Linked DNA regions of Pan troglodytes: region 1 is linked to region 2. The links are chromatin contacts, called in public capture Hi-C maps. All regions are on one chromosome and are shown on one strand. Each heading gives the region's core, a stretch centred on a gene start, on an enhancer-like site or on the middle of the called end of the contact. The rest is flanking DNA. Distances are from core to core; before and after follow the strand shown. Region 1 overlaps SORBS2 (sorbin and SH3 domain containing 2). Region 2 overlaps SORBS2 (sorbin and SH3 domain containing 2).

Region 1 (6,257 bases), core at 1,142-3,641, 170 kb after region 2:
GAGTCTTGCTCTGTCGCCCAGGCTGGAGTGCAATGGCACAATCTTGGCTCACTGCAATCTCCGCCTCCTGGGTTCAAGCGATTCTCCTGCCTCAGCCTCCCGAGTAGCTGGGATTACAGGTGCCCGCCACCACACCAGGCTAATTTTTTGTATTTTTAGTAGAAACAGAGTTTCACCATGTTAGCCAGGATGGTCTCCATCTCCTGACCTTGTGATCCACCTGCCTTGCCCTCCCAAAGTGCTGGGATTACAGGCGTGAGCCACCGTGCCCGGCAGCCTATGTTTTTAAAAGTCAGACTCTGGCATCCTAATTGCCAGATCATTGCGTTGAACTGAGAACATTCTTCTGGACATTTCGTGCATCAAAGGAAGACTATTAGAAACATTCCTTGTGAGAGGTCAGGAGATCGAGACCATCCTGGCTAACATGGTGAAACCCTATCTCTACTAAAAATACAAAAAATTAGCTGGGCGTGGTGGCGGGCGCCTGTAGTCCCAGCTACTTGGGAGGCTGAGGCAGGAGAATGGCATGAACCCAGGAGGCGGAGGTTGCTGTGAGCCGAGATCGTGCCACTGCACTCCAGCCTGGGTGACAGAACAAGACTCTGTCTCAAAAAAAAAAAAAAAAGAAACATTCCTTGTGAGGTTTAAAGTAGCATGAAAAATCATTCCACAACCAACTTTCCTATAGGCATAAAGGTGGATTTTAAAAAATTTATCTGAGAGCTGATACCTGACCTGCATCTTGAAGGACCCATTATTCTCTTGGCATGTGGACTCTTTCCTATATCTTTCCTTCATTAAAGACATGATTTGCTTCCAACAATTGGAAGCAAACTCAAGTTGTGTTTCAATTTTTGGTAACACATGAGTAAGTCTTATCACAGGATTAGGACTGGCTGCGTAGGAGAGAAAGCTCAAATAACAGGGCTTACAAGAGACAGAGCTATATTTTTCTCTCACTTGAAGGATTGAGAAATAAGGAGTTCTAGGCTAGTAGAAAATTGGCCTCATGATTATTAGGACTCCAGCTCCTACCCTCTGTTCTGTCATCTTTTGAAACTGGTTTCTATCCTCAAGAATCCTTGTGGTCCAGAATGGCTACTTGTGCTCCAGCCATCAGGTCCATGTTCCAGGCAAGAAGAGGAGAGGGAGAGCCAAGGGGCACATTTTCCGCTTGAGTTGGCCTCTTTGAAGGAGCTTTTCCCCACCTCCCACCCAGCACTTCTGCTGATATCTCATTGCATCCTGAGTGATAAGTAAGTCTCAAAAACGTGGTCTTTTCAGCTGGACGCCTTTTGGTCCCAGGTAAACCAGTGTTCTACTACTGAGAAACAAATTGATAATAGGGAGTGGATAGACAACAAGCTGCCTCTGCCAGCTCATGTCAGCCTGGGTACAAAGAAAGTACTATCTCATTTCTGGACATTGTCAGTGAGCCTTTATTCCTGGCTGGTCACCTGTCAGTGCAGGGATCACCCAGGCTGACTCGGTGGGTTGAGGAAGCACCCTTCCTTCATTCCTGCCTGGGGGTGTCCTTGCCTATCCAGCCACTGTGCTTATCTCCTCAGCACAGACTCAAAGCATTGCCATCTCTCCTTATACTGGTTTCATATCAATATCTCAAAGTATACTTGTTCATTCACTATGGAACAAATAAGTAAATGGTGTGGATTCAAACATTCTGCAATTTGTTAGCTGTGTGATATGCAAACTGCCTAACCTCTTTGTGCTTCTGTTTCCTCATGAATAAGAAAGGATGATAATATTATCTAATTCTGAGGGCGGTTGTGGCAATTAAATCCATTAATTAGCATAAAAGGGTATTAGGTATTATCTTGAATGTTGTGTCTTTGATTTATGGTGCAGCACTGGGTGGGCACGGACCTCCGGGACCTTCCAATACCGTGGGAAACATCAGCTGGACGTGGACCAGAGCGTCCAAAAGCAACACAAATGCATGTGTTCATCAAAAGAATGGTCCAGACGGTGAGGGCCAGTGGGCTTCAGCAAAGGAGAAACAGGCACTAGTGTCATCAGTGGGAACTTCTCGCAGGCTCCCTGCAACTTCACCTGGACAGCGCGGCGCCGTGTGAACAGCCAGCAGGAGGCCTTTTCGCTTCTGCCTCCTGCTTTCCTTCCGGGCTGGTGTCCTCCCCTACCCTTTAATTTAAATTGGCACCAGTTTCCTATTCTCTCGGTAGCCCTATTTCTTTCCCTCATTTAACCTTTTCATAGAATCTAGTGGGGACTTTATCGACCAGATGCCAAGGGGCTGGCAGGGCAGGGCTGGCCTTCAGAGGAGGGGCATGGTGTGCCCAAGTCCTGCAGCTGGGGAAGGAGTAGGGAGCTGAGACCACAGAGGGACAGGGACAGAGGCTAGGGAGCAGCGTGCGCGGACACCTCGCCTGCGGGGAAGCACCTGCGGAGGCCTTGCAGACAGCGTCTCAGCGCACACACAGGGCCCTCTAAGAAAAGAGCCACCTCGTTCTTTAAGAGTTCTGTAGCAGAGTCCTGGCAGCCCCGGGACTTCACACGCTGCACATTTACTTGTGCTTTTATTTACTTAATCTCTGTCTGTCCCGCGAGATTATAAACTGCAGGACAGCAGAGATCATTTCTGTTTTGTTTTGACCCTGCTTCCAGGGCTCAGTATGGTACCTGGGCTGTGGATACAGAAATGCCGAATGAACAAGTGAATGGATGACTGGGCCGCATGGGTCCCAGGTGAATGAATTCTATCTGCCCCTTAAGGCCACCCCTTGATTCAATCCAACAAACATTTCTTCAACCTGAACGAACCCAAGAAGATCCGCATCACGGGTCAGATTACTAAAGCACTGCCCACCTTCTGGGTGGGTGAACGTAAGGGAACGAATAGTGATGTTCCAGTGTGATTTGCCCACGCCCGGGGGGCAAGGGGAGCAGAGGCAACAAATGAACCGTCCCGCGCCTCACCAAGGGGCCGCACGCGAGCTGAGTCAAGTGGCTGAAGAGGAGTTCGCCTGCCTGGGAAGCCAGGGACAGGACTTCCAGGTGAGGAAGTGGCAGCTGTGACTGAGAGGTGGAGTGGCACAGAAGCCTGTGTTGTGGCAGGAAGCAGAGGCGAGGTGGACAGGGTGGAAGGGTCACTGTTTGTCAAACACCTTGTTTTTCGTGGTAAGAACTTTGGGCCTTATCTTCCTGGAAATAACAAGCCACCATTGAGTTGTTTTTATGTTTGTTTCTTTTTTTGAGATGGAGTCTCGCTCTGTCTCCTAGGCTGGAGTGCAGTGGCTCCATCTCAGCTCACTGCCACCTCCACCTCCTGGGTTCAAGGGATTCTCCTGCCTCAGCCTCCCGAGTAGCTGGGATTACAGGTGCACGCCACCACACCCAGCTAATTTTTGTATTTTTAGTAGAGACAGGGTTTCGCCATGTTGGCCAGGCTGGTCTCGAACTCCTGACCTCAGGTGATCTGCCCACCTCAGCCTCCCAAAGTGTTGGGATTACAAGCGTGTGCCACCACACTCAGCCCCACCATAGAGTCATAAAAAGAACACAGATGTGATCATTCTTGCATTTTAGAATAGGAGCGCTAGGACCCATTTACCTGGGAAATACATTTTAATGGAGTAATTCACATGGTTTGATGTTTTGGTCGCTTTTATTAGTCGTCATTATTACGAAACATGTCTCGAACACCTTCTTCTGTGCAAGGTATTCATATTAGTTGCCCGAGGAGATATCAACAAAATGAAGGACCCATAAATTATAAGACATACCACTATTTTATGTTCCACCAAAAAGGAAAAAAACTGCTGCCAATGAAATTGTAACACGATGTTATTTTTTGAGTCTTATTATTATTTGTTGGAAGAGATGTTTCAAATGTATTGAGATTAAATTTCATCCTCTATCACTCTGTGTATAGAAAAAAGAAAGAAGTGAAATTAGTTGGCTACAATATTCTTAAAATTCTTCACCTGCAGTGTTCAGCTCTTCTGAATGACATGAATATTTAGGGTTTGACAGTCATCCTTTATCTAGTGTTTCCCCAGTTGGGTGTGCATCAGCATCACCAGGAAAAGTGGAGGAAATGGAAGCCCGGGCCATACGCCGTTCCAACAGGCCTGGAGCTCTGTATTCGTTGTTGGTAACCAAAAGATCCTGAGACCCCCAAAGAGGAGGAAACGCTGCCCAGCACATCAGGAGAGACGGCACAGCAGCGCTTCTGAAGTGAGTGCCTGCTTCTGTTTTCAGTATTTTTTGTATTCGGTGAGTTTTCACAGACATGCATATGACAAGGTTGACACAACTGCCATGTGCCTGGCAGAGACATTGTTTCTGGGATATTTTTACAAAATATGCAAGAAGTATATGAATGATAATAACTTGACTTCTATGAACAGGGACTAAGTAGATTGTGGCACAGCCACACCATGGGAGATGCTCAGTGTTGAAAAGTCATTATGTAGAATGATATTTTCCACAGGGTGTTCCAGGACAGGCTATTCTACAGGGGCACCACAGGCAAAACAAGGTTGGGAGATCCTGCAAACCATGCCCCTTGCCTAGAGTTTCAGAGTGTGCTCAGCATTCTGAGAGTTCTGAGAACGCCGGGAGTATAAAGATTTTACATTTTAACCTAGAATTTTCCAATTATGGCATTAAAGAAAGAAAAGGAAAATAAAAACTCGAGACCCCAATTCACGATGCCAAAGGAAAAAATTAAGCTGAAAGCTGAGTCATGCAGGAAGCTGTCTTTCCTTTTTGTTCCTAAGCAGAAGCTACAGATAGAAGGTTGGATATCTCCACAGGTAGCTACTCTGTGTTTGCCTTATCTTATGTAAAGTGCCGTTTTACGGAGTGTCAGAGGAATACGTACTGACTCTTCCCCTGCCTGCTCCTTTCCTCTTGCAACAAGTGGATTCAGTGATGTGACCATACCTTCCTTCTTTCCCCTCCGGCCTCCTTTTCCCCTTTATGTACCGAAGTCCTCAAAATCATCTTTGGAGAAAGGCATGTCTCCCAGGCATGTCCTTAACCTTGGCAAAATAAGCTTCTAAATTGATTGAGACCTATCTCAGATGCTTTTTGGTTTACAATGTTCACATTATATTTTAAATAAACAGCAACAACAATAAGCCCATAAAAATGTATGGTGGCACCATTCCATTTTTGTAAGTAAAATTTTGGATATATAGTCATAGGAAAAAGACAGGAGGTACACTCAACAATAACAATGTTTAATAATGAGGGATTGAGTTATGTATAAATTTTCTTTTGTTTATTTGTATATTCTTTAATAAATTGACACATTTTCTGAAAGAAAATGGTTATTAAAAATAGCAATAGTAAACTGACTTTATGAAAAGTCAGAGAAAGATTTGAGTTTTCCTGATATGTTCTGTGGAGGAAGCTTTGATGAATATTAAAAAAATTCAGTGAGAAGATGCAGACTTGTTTTACGAAACTTCTCAATTTCCACGAGACAGGAAAAAAAGTGTTATTAGTCGCACATTATAGTCAGAGGAAAGAAGAACGGAATAAATTTGGCATCATGTGTAATTTTTCTGTGGTCTTTTCCAAGGCCGGGCATGCATGAAATAGAACATTTTAAATCAACAAGTCAGGCTGGTTTGTCTGCGGTTCGATAAAAAGGCCAAGCAGAGAAGCCCGCTGATTGGATCTCAGAAATTCGTGAAGCTACTAAGGGGAGTCACCTTAAAGATAGCAGCTGATACCGTATCTCAGGGTGGGAATACCTCTTACGAGTTAGGTCATCTTGGGCAGCCTACTTAACTCTCAGGGTCCTCATTTTTTTGTATCAAAATGGCCATGGTTACTGCATTTGTTCCCTGGAGCTGTCATAGCAAAGTACCCCAAACCGGGTGGCTTCAAACAACAGACATTTTTCTCACAGTACTGGAGGCCAGAAGTCAGCAGATGAGGTGTGGGCAGCCCCATCCTCTCTCTGAAGGCTCCAGGGAGGATCTTTCCTTGCCTCTCGCTACTCCTGGCTGCTGCCAGCAATCTTGGTGTTTCCTGACCTGGCTTGTGTCAGTGTAACCCCAATCTCTGCCTCCGTCTGCACACGCATCTTCCCCGTGTGTGTCTGTGTCCAGATTTCTCTTTTCTTATAAGGACAGGAGTCATTGAATGAGGGCCCACCTTAATCCCTACGACCCCATCTTGCCTTGTTACATCTGCAATGACCCTATTTCCAAATAAAGTCACATTCACAAGTCCTGGGGTTAGGACTTCAAAGTATCTTT
Region 2 (5,717 bases), core at 1,064-3,563:
CCATTATTTCTATTTACTTGTCTCTTATATGTATGTATTGATCAAAAAGCAGAAAATGTGTCCATATTACTTCAAGTCTAATTTAGGGCACTCCAGTATCATGAAACAAGACAGGGAAAACATTTGCTACAATCTCAGCAGAGGAGGTCAATATGGTATATGTATAGACTAGCAAGATTATACATCCACTCTCTCTGTGACAGGTGCACTGATTCTTCTACTGAATGCCATACAGCCTTATTTTTATCCTAAGCGAAATACAGGCCACCCTGGGGGGAAATGCCTTACTTTTCTGTTGAAGACCGATCTCTTGGTCGAAGCGGTGGGACTGGAGGTGGAACATGTGGGGGAGGCACTGGGGAGGACACATCCTTAAAGGCATTGGGGCTGTTGTCAGAGTGGCTTTTGGAAAGAGGTCTGTAGGTTTGGGTCTTTGCAGCAGGGTGTGACTGAGCACTGTAGGGTGGGTTGTACAGACCTATCATGACAAAAAACAAAAGCAGACAAAAAACAGAAGCAAATAACCTCTTAAAAATGAATTAAATTATTTGTCCCCCTCAAAATAGCCAATGATTGCATAGAAATTATTATCAATAAGCATATTCATAATGCATACATTAGAAGGTAGTTTCCTATTAATTTATTAATATTAATGTACTAATTTCCATTAATTTATTAATTACAAATTTATTCTGTACCTAAGCCCTGATTACAGTAAATCTTTGTCAATTATTTCAGAACTAGTAATAATTCAGACTGGTACTAGGAATAAACTTATAAGCACTCAGCAAATTTTCTCTTCAATTGTATACACTAAGAAAATGGTTCAGTTTTCAGAGCAAGATTAAAAACGGAACTGTTTCCAAATATCTTCTAATAATTTAAAAACCCTGATTTACATATGAAAATTGACATGCTAATTGTAGTCAAACAAAATATTGCACACAGTTGTGTTTATAAAGTGCTGTGCAAGGTACAAGGAAACATGAGTCCTCAATATGCTTAGAGTGCACCTGGGATAATCAGACACAAATAGAATTATGATGGAAAATAATTGGTAAAAGATAATAAAGACCAAATGAAGAAAACACATAGTAAGAATTAAAGGATGTTAGTAGGTGGTAGATTGCTCAGAGAAGGTATTATGGAACCCAAGAGTCCAGAGTCAGCCCTGAATGAGTTTCAGTGAGCAGGGCAAGAGGGGAGCAGGGATGGTATAGAAAAAAAGGCAGAAAAGTGCAAGGTGTGAAGCCATGGCTTGCACGGTTAGTAGAGAGCAAAGAGACTAGCTGCAGTTGACTCGTCCACTGATCAAATGATCAGCTTGTAGGGCTGTACAAAGTAATATGTCACTGCTGTTCCATTCACTAATCACTAATGTGACACAAACCTCAATATTAAAACAGTTATAAAAATTCTAAATTTTCCTGCACCCAATCATTGGAGCTAATTCTATTTGTACCCGTTCGCTTCTCCTGAAAGTCCATGCACATTTCCACAGCAAATGAAAAGAGACAACATCTACACTTACAGTTTTGCTTGGATTCAACAGTTGGACTTCAACTTTTGAGCTAAATAAAGGAGGTGAGTTTGGTGGGCGTGGGAGCAGGGATGAAATTAAGGGAAACATCTTTGTGGGCCTCAAGCTATCAGTGGGGCGAGCCAAGACTTAAACCCAGAGGGCTTGCTGAGTTTGTTCTACTGATTTTCCCTCTATCAATTTGTCTTTGGAGATAGGAGCACAATCCCAAATAGTTAAAGGGCCTGAATGTGGTCTCCAGGGGTGCAGAACAGGAGGATCATGCGACCCCAGGCTGCCCAGAGGACCCCAAGTGAGGTTGCAGCTGCTGAAGGGGAGGGGAGCAGTGCCAGCCTCCGAGCCTGGTCTAAAGAAAGAAGAAAAAAAATAGTTGTGCACCTGTCCTGAGCCTGTGACTGGGCAGGGAGAGGAGCCCTGGGCAGAATCCCAAGGCAACACTCAGGAGAAAGTGATGAAGGGAAAAACATGTGTCAGGGGTCCCTCCTTCCAGCCTGCAGACCCCTGCACGAGATACCAAGGCTCGCCAATCCAAGTGGCAGTGCCTGGAACTGAAGCCATTCTATTGTGACCACTGGCAATTCTGAGTCAGAAAAGTGGCCCCGCCAAGGGGGATTTTTAAACTCTTTCAATGAATGGTTGCATTTTGGAGCAAAAGGCAGGGACAAGGTCACAGAATACTTTGTTTGACTTGTTTTTGGTGAAGTGTATCTGAAAGATCTTACACAATTGTAATCATTCTCTCTGCAGATAAAAGATCTTTATCTTATTTTGTACCCTGGGTTACAGTGTGTCCTTTCAGCCTATCCTTCACACTTTGGTTAAACATTCCTGAAGCTGAGAATAAACCAATAGTGGGAATGAATGAGATAAACCAGTATTAGTTCTCATTTCCATGAGAAAAGTCAATCCTTTTGTTACGCATGCTCTGAGAAAAGAAAAGAAATCCTCCTCCTAATATATGAACTGAAAACACGTGCTCAAACAAAAGGGGAAAAAAGGTGACCGTGTCGTTCTTCCAAACATTGCTGAGCATAAAATAGTCATTGCGAGCAAGGAAACCCATCCTACCTGCATTGTATGTATAAGGAGTATTATACATGTCTGTGTCATCATCTAGAAAATGAAACATAAATATTATGGTAATATAGATTGTCACCAAAGGACAACGAGACAGCAGAACTTCAGACAAACAACAGAAATTTGTTAGAAAAGCAATGTATTTTTCCTAGTTCATAATGCCATTTTCTTTCTTTCTTTCTTTTTTTTTAAAGAGACAGGGTTTTACCCTGTCGTCCATTCTGGAGTGCAGTGGTGATCATTGCTTACTGCAGTCTCCAAACCTCCAACCCCTGGGCTCAAATCATTCTCCCACATTAGCCTTCTGAGTAGCTGGGATTACAGGTGTGTGCCACCACAGGCCTCTGCAAACTGCCCTTTTTTGTCTGTAACATATTTGTCTTGCTGCCCTCTTCATAGCATGCAAAGTCAGGCCCTTGTCCTCGCTTCCCCAGAACCCTCTCTGCTCTGGATCGCAAATTTCCTTTACTAAGTGCTTTAGTGGTCTCCTGTCTACAGAGCAGGCTCAGGCAGACCCGCGCAGGCTCACTCTCCTGATGAGAGCAGACAGGGGTGGACAGAGGAACAATGTGTTTTTCACCCAGGCAACACACCAATTTAGACTGTGGACAGGGGAGGATGGAGGGCTGAGGCCAGAGTGCCTGGTTGTCCTCCATGGGGAGGCTTCTTGGCAGCTCAGGTGGGAGGCAGAGGCACAGGGATCTGTCACCGGAGGGGTGACAGAAGGAGAACAGGAGACATGCTGAAAACAAAGGGGACACGGAGTTTGCTGGGGTCTTGACATTGTGTGTGAATCAAACCGATGCAAAAGACGAATGTACTCCCTTCAACCCACAAGGACCTCATCAGAAAGCAGAGCAGCAGACATACCCGGCTTGTGCACCATGTGAATTTGCTTAAACATCGTCTTGTACCAGTCCTTGGGCCGGTCGACTGTCTGTAATGAAGAGAGCATCCAGTGGTTACAAACTGGCTTCCAATCAACATCGCTTCTCAGTGTTTTCATTTCTCTATTTTATGTTCTTAATAACAGAGTCCCATTCTGTGATAAAATGTTCTGACTCTTTGCTATGGCTTCATGACAATTTCAGCAATTTACTTAGTTATGTGTGCAGTTTGTAAACATATGGCCTTGTGTTTGAATTTAGGCTGAGTTGGAACATTAGATGCTATGGTTTTATTTTTTCAAGTTATAGCTGTACCCAGCACTAGAGAGTTGATATTTGCACAAATATATAAAGTTCACTTAATGTAAGTTATTGTTGTACTAATTTGTTTAACTCCTTTTGGTAGATAATGATCATTATCCTTAGATGCTTTTTATTGAATGTTCTGTAAGACAGTGTTTTCAGAATTAACTGGGGAATATTTTTGACTCAAATTGTATTCTGATCAGCGTGGCTCTAGAGAAATAAATTTGCTATTTACTAGTCTAAGCTACTAAAATACTGAATGTAGTAGGCATCCCAGAGTCCTACAGAAAATTTAAGAATGTAGATATTGCTTCAAAAATGCTAATATGATAACAGAGTGTATACAACATTTGCTCGGCTAAAATTGTAGGTTCCTTGAGAGTAGAAGTCCTTACGGATCCAGGCGTCGGACATGAGGGGAGCAGTAGGCTGTAGTGGAAAGATGAAATTAATGTAGAGTCTTGAACTAAGATTCAAATCTTGGTTCCTTAAATTGCTGCTTAATACACCCTAGCAATACGAATTTGGGCAAGTCATGTCACCTTCTTGAGCCTCAGTTTTCTCCTCTCTAAAATGACATAATTATATCTAAGTCATAGGATTGTTATGGAAATCGAATGAGACAATGTATACACAAGACCTAGAACAATGACTAGAATATAATAACTACTCAATAAATAATAACACTAGGGAACTGCAAATATTTGTAGAATGAAATAATGAATGAACGTAGCCTATTGGATAGAGCTCTGCCTTTCTGGATACCTGTAAAAGTAGACACATGCTTTTATAATCATACTCACAGATTTTGCTTGGCAAGATCTTACCCCAACTCTCTGAGAGCTACCTGGGCAACAGGCTTGATGATTCTGCTTATAGTAACTAAACACACCAGACGTTCCAAGACTGATCTCGATTTAAAAACTTCTGTTAGGACTGATACAAAAGCATTCTTATACTTAATAGACTGAGCTTTGGGTTAGATTTTATTGCCTGATCTTTTTTTCCCCCAGAAATGTGGTCACTGCATTTTTCATCTGGACATTCAGGGTTTTGTGCTATATCTAAATTTATTTTGACCTCTGAGAATATATTATTCTGAAAAATCACCCCGAATACAGGTTAACATGAAGGGCCACTTGACTTCGTTGTGAGTCAGCTCTTCATTCTCGGCTCTTTCTCCATGGAAGAGTTGAGGTTATTGATCGAATATTCAGTCAAAGGATGGGACATGGTGGAAGGGATTGCAGTGGTGAAGCAAGGGTCTATTATTTGCTGGTTCAAAGTTGCTAAACATGTATCTTTCAAGAAAGTTTATTTTTATAAAGGACTGATTTCTCTTTCATTAAACCTCATTTCTTTTACTGTACTAAAGCAACAGAAAATACAACATAATGTTGTGCAAAAATGTTTTCCTGGACGTGCTGATGGCAACAAGGAAGGCTACTAAGTCAGTCCTATCACTGTATATGGCAATACATGTTGACAGACAGGTTTTTTTTTCTTCACTTGCTGGAGGGCCTATATCAGGTAGGATCTCACAGTGATGCCATCTGCTAGCTTTATATGGTGAGCACAAAGATGCCAGAAAATGCCCTGCTGGCAAAGGGAAATATGAAGCTGGAAAAATAAAATACTAAAACTCTATGTCCCTTTCTAAAAGAAGTACTCTAAGCATTTAAAGTTCCTTTTGTAAATGCCATCATGGAGATCGCTATGCCTAAGGCTGAGAAAAAGAAAATAGTCTACTCAAATTTCAGGAAGTTTACTTTTGTATGTAAAATCATTTTGCATGAAAAATAGCTACTAGCAATTCACTATGCCGTTTTTTCTACAACCTTGACTAAATAGACCTGAATTTTTACATTCCTACAGTTTTCAAAACATCAGAACTCTACACTGATTTA

What was found. Capture Hi-C pulls out chosen DNA fragments and counts their contacts.
Region 1: a capture Hi-C map of stem cell-derived neural stem cells shows a contact between it and region 2, with 2.3 times the contacts expected there. The contact joins two enhancer-like sites. A contact is called at or near these places in 1 of 1 datasets of contacts at active chromatin or transcription factors (stem cell-derived excitatory neurons) and 1 of 1 other capture datasets (stem cell-derived neural stem cells).

Annotation. Positions count from the first base shown.
Region 1 is chr3:187,460,045-187,466,301 of NHGRI_mPanTro3-v2.0_pri, forward strand. All of the region lies in intron 1 of SORBS2 (sorbin and SH3 domain containing 2), which reads right to left. Among named protein-coding and RNA genes, the nearest start is that of SORBS2, 140 kb to the right of the region's middle. Within about 2 kb of position 2,392, at least 1 of the 24 cell types and tissues checked has an H3K27ac peak or open chromatin away from gene starts, as enhancers often do. A contact at or near this core is called in stem cell-derived neural stem cells, where this site is marked.
Region 2 is chr3:187,291,463-187,297,179 of NHGRI_mPanTro3-v2.0_pri, forward strand. It overlaps SORBS2 (sorbin and SH3 domain containing 2), which reads right to left. Exons shown (of 31, transcript XM_016952610.4): 11 at 3,488-3,554; 12 at 2,609-2,653; 13 at 289-478. Among named protein-coding and RNA genes, the nearest start is that of PDLIM3, 120 kb to the left of the region's middle. Within about 2 kb of position 2,314, at least 5 of the 24 cell types and tissues checked have an H3K27ac peak or open chromatin away from gene starts, as enhancers often do. A contact at or near this core is called in stem cell-derived neural stem cells, where this site is marked.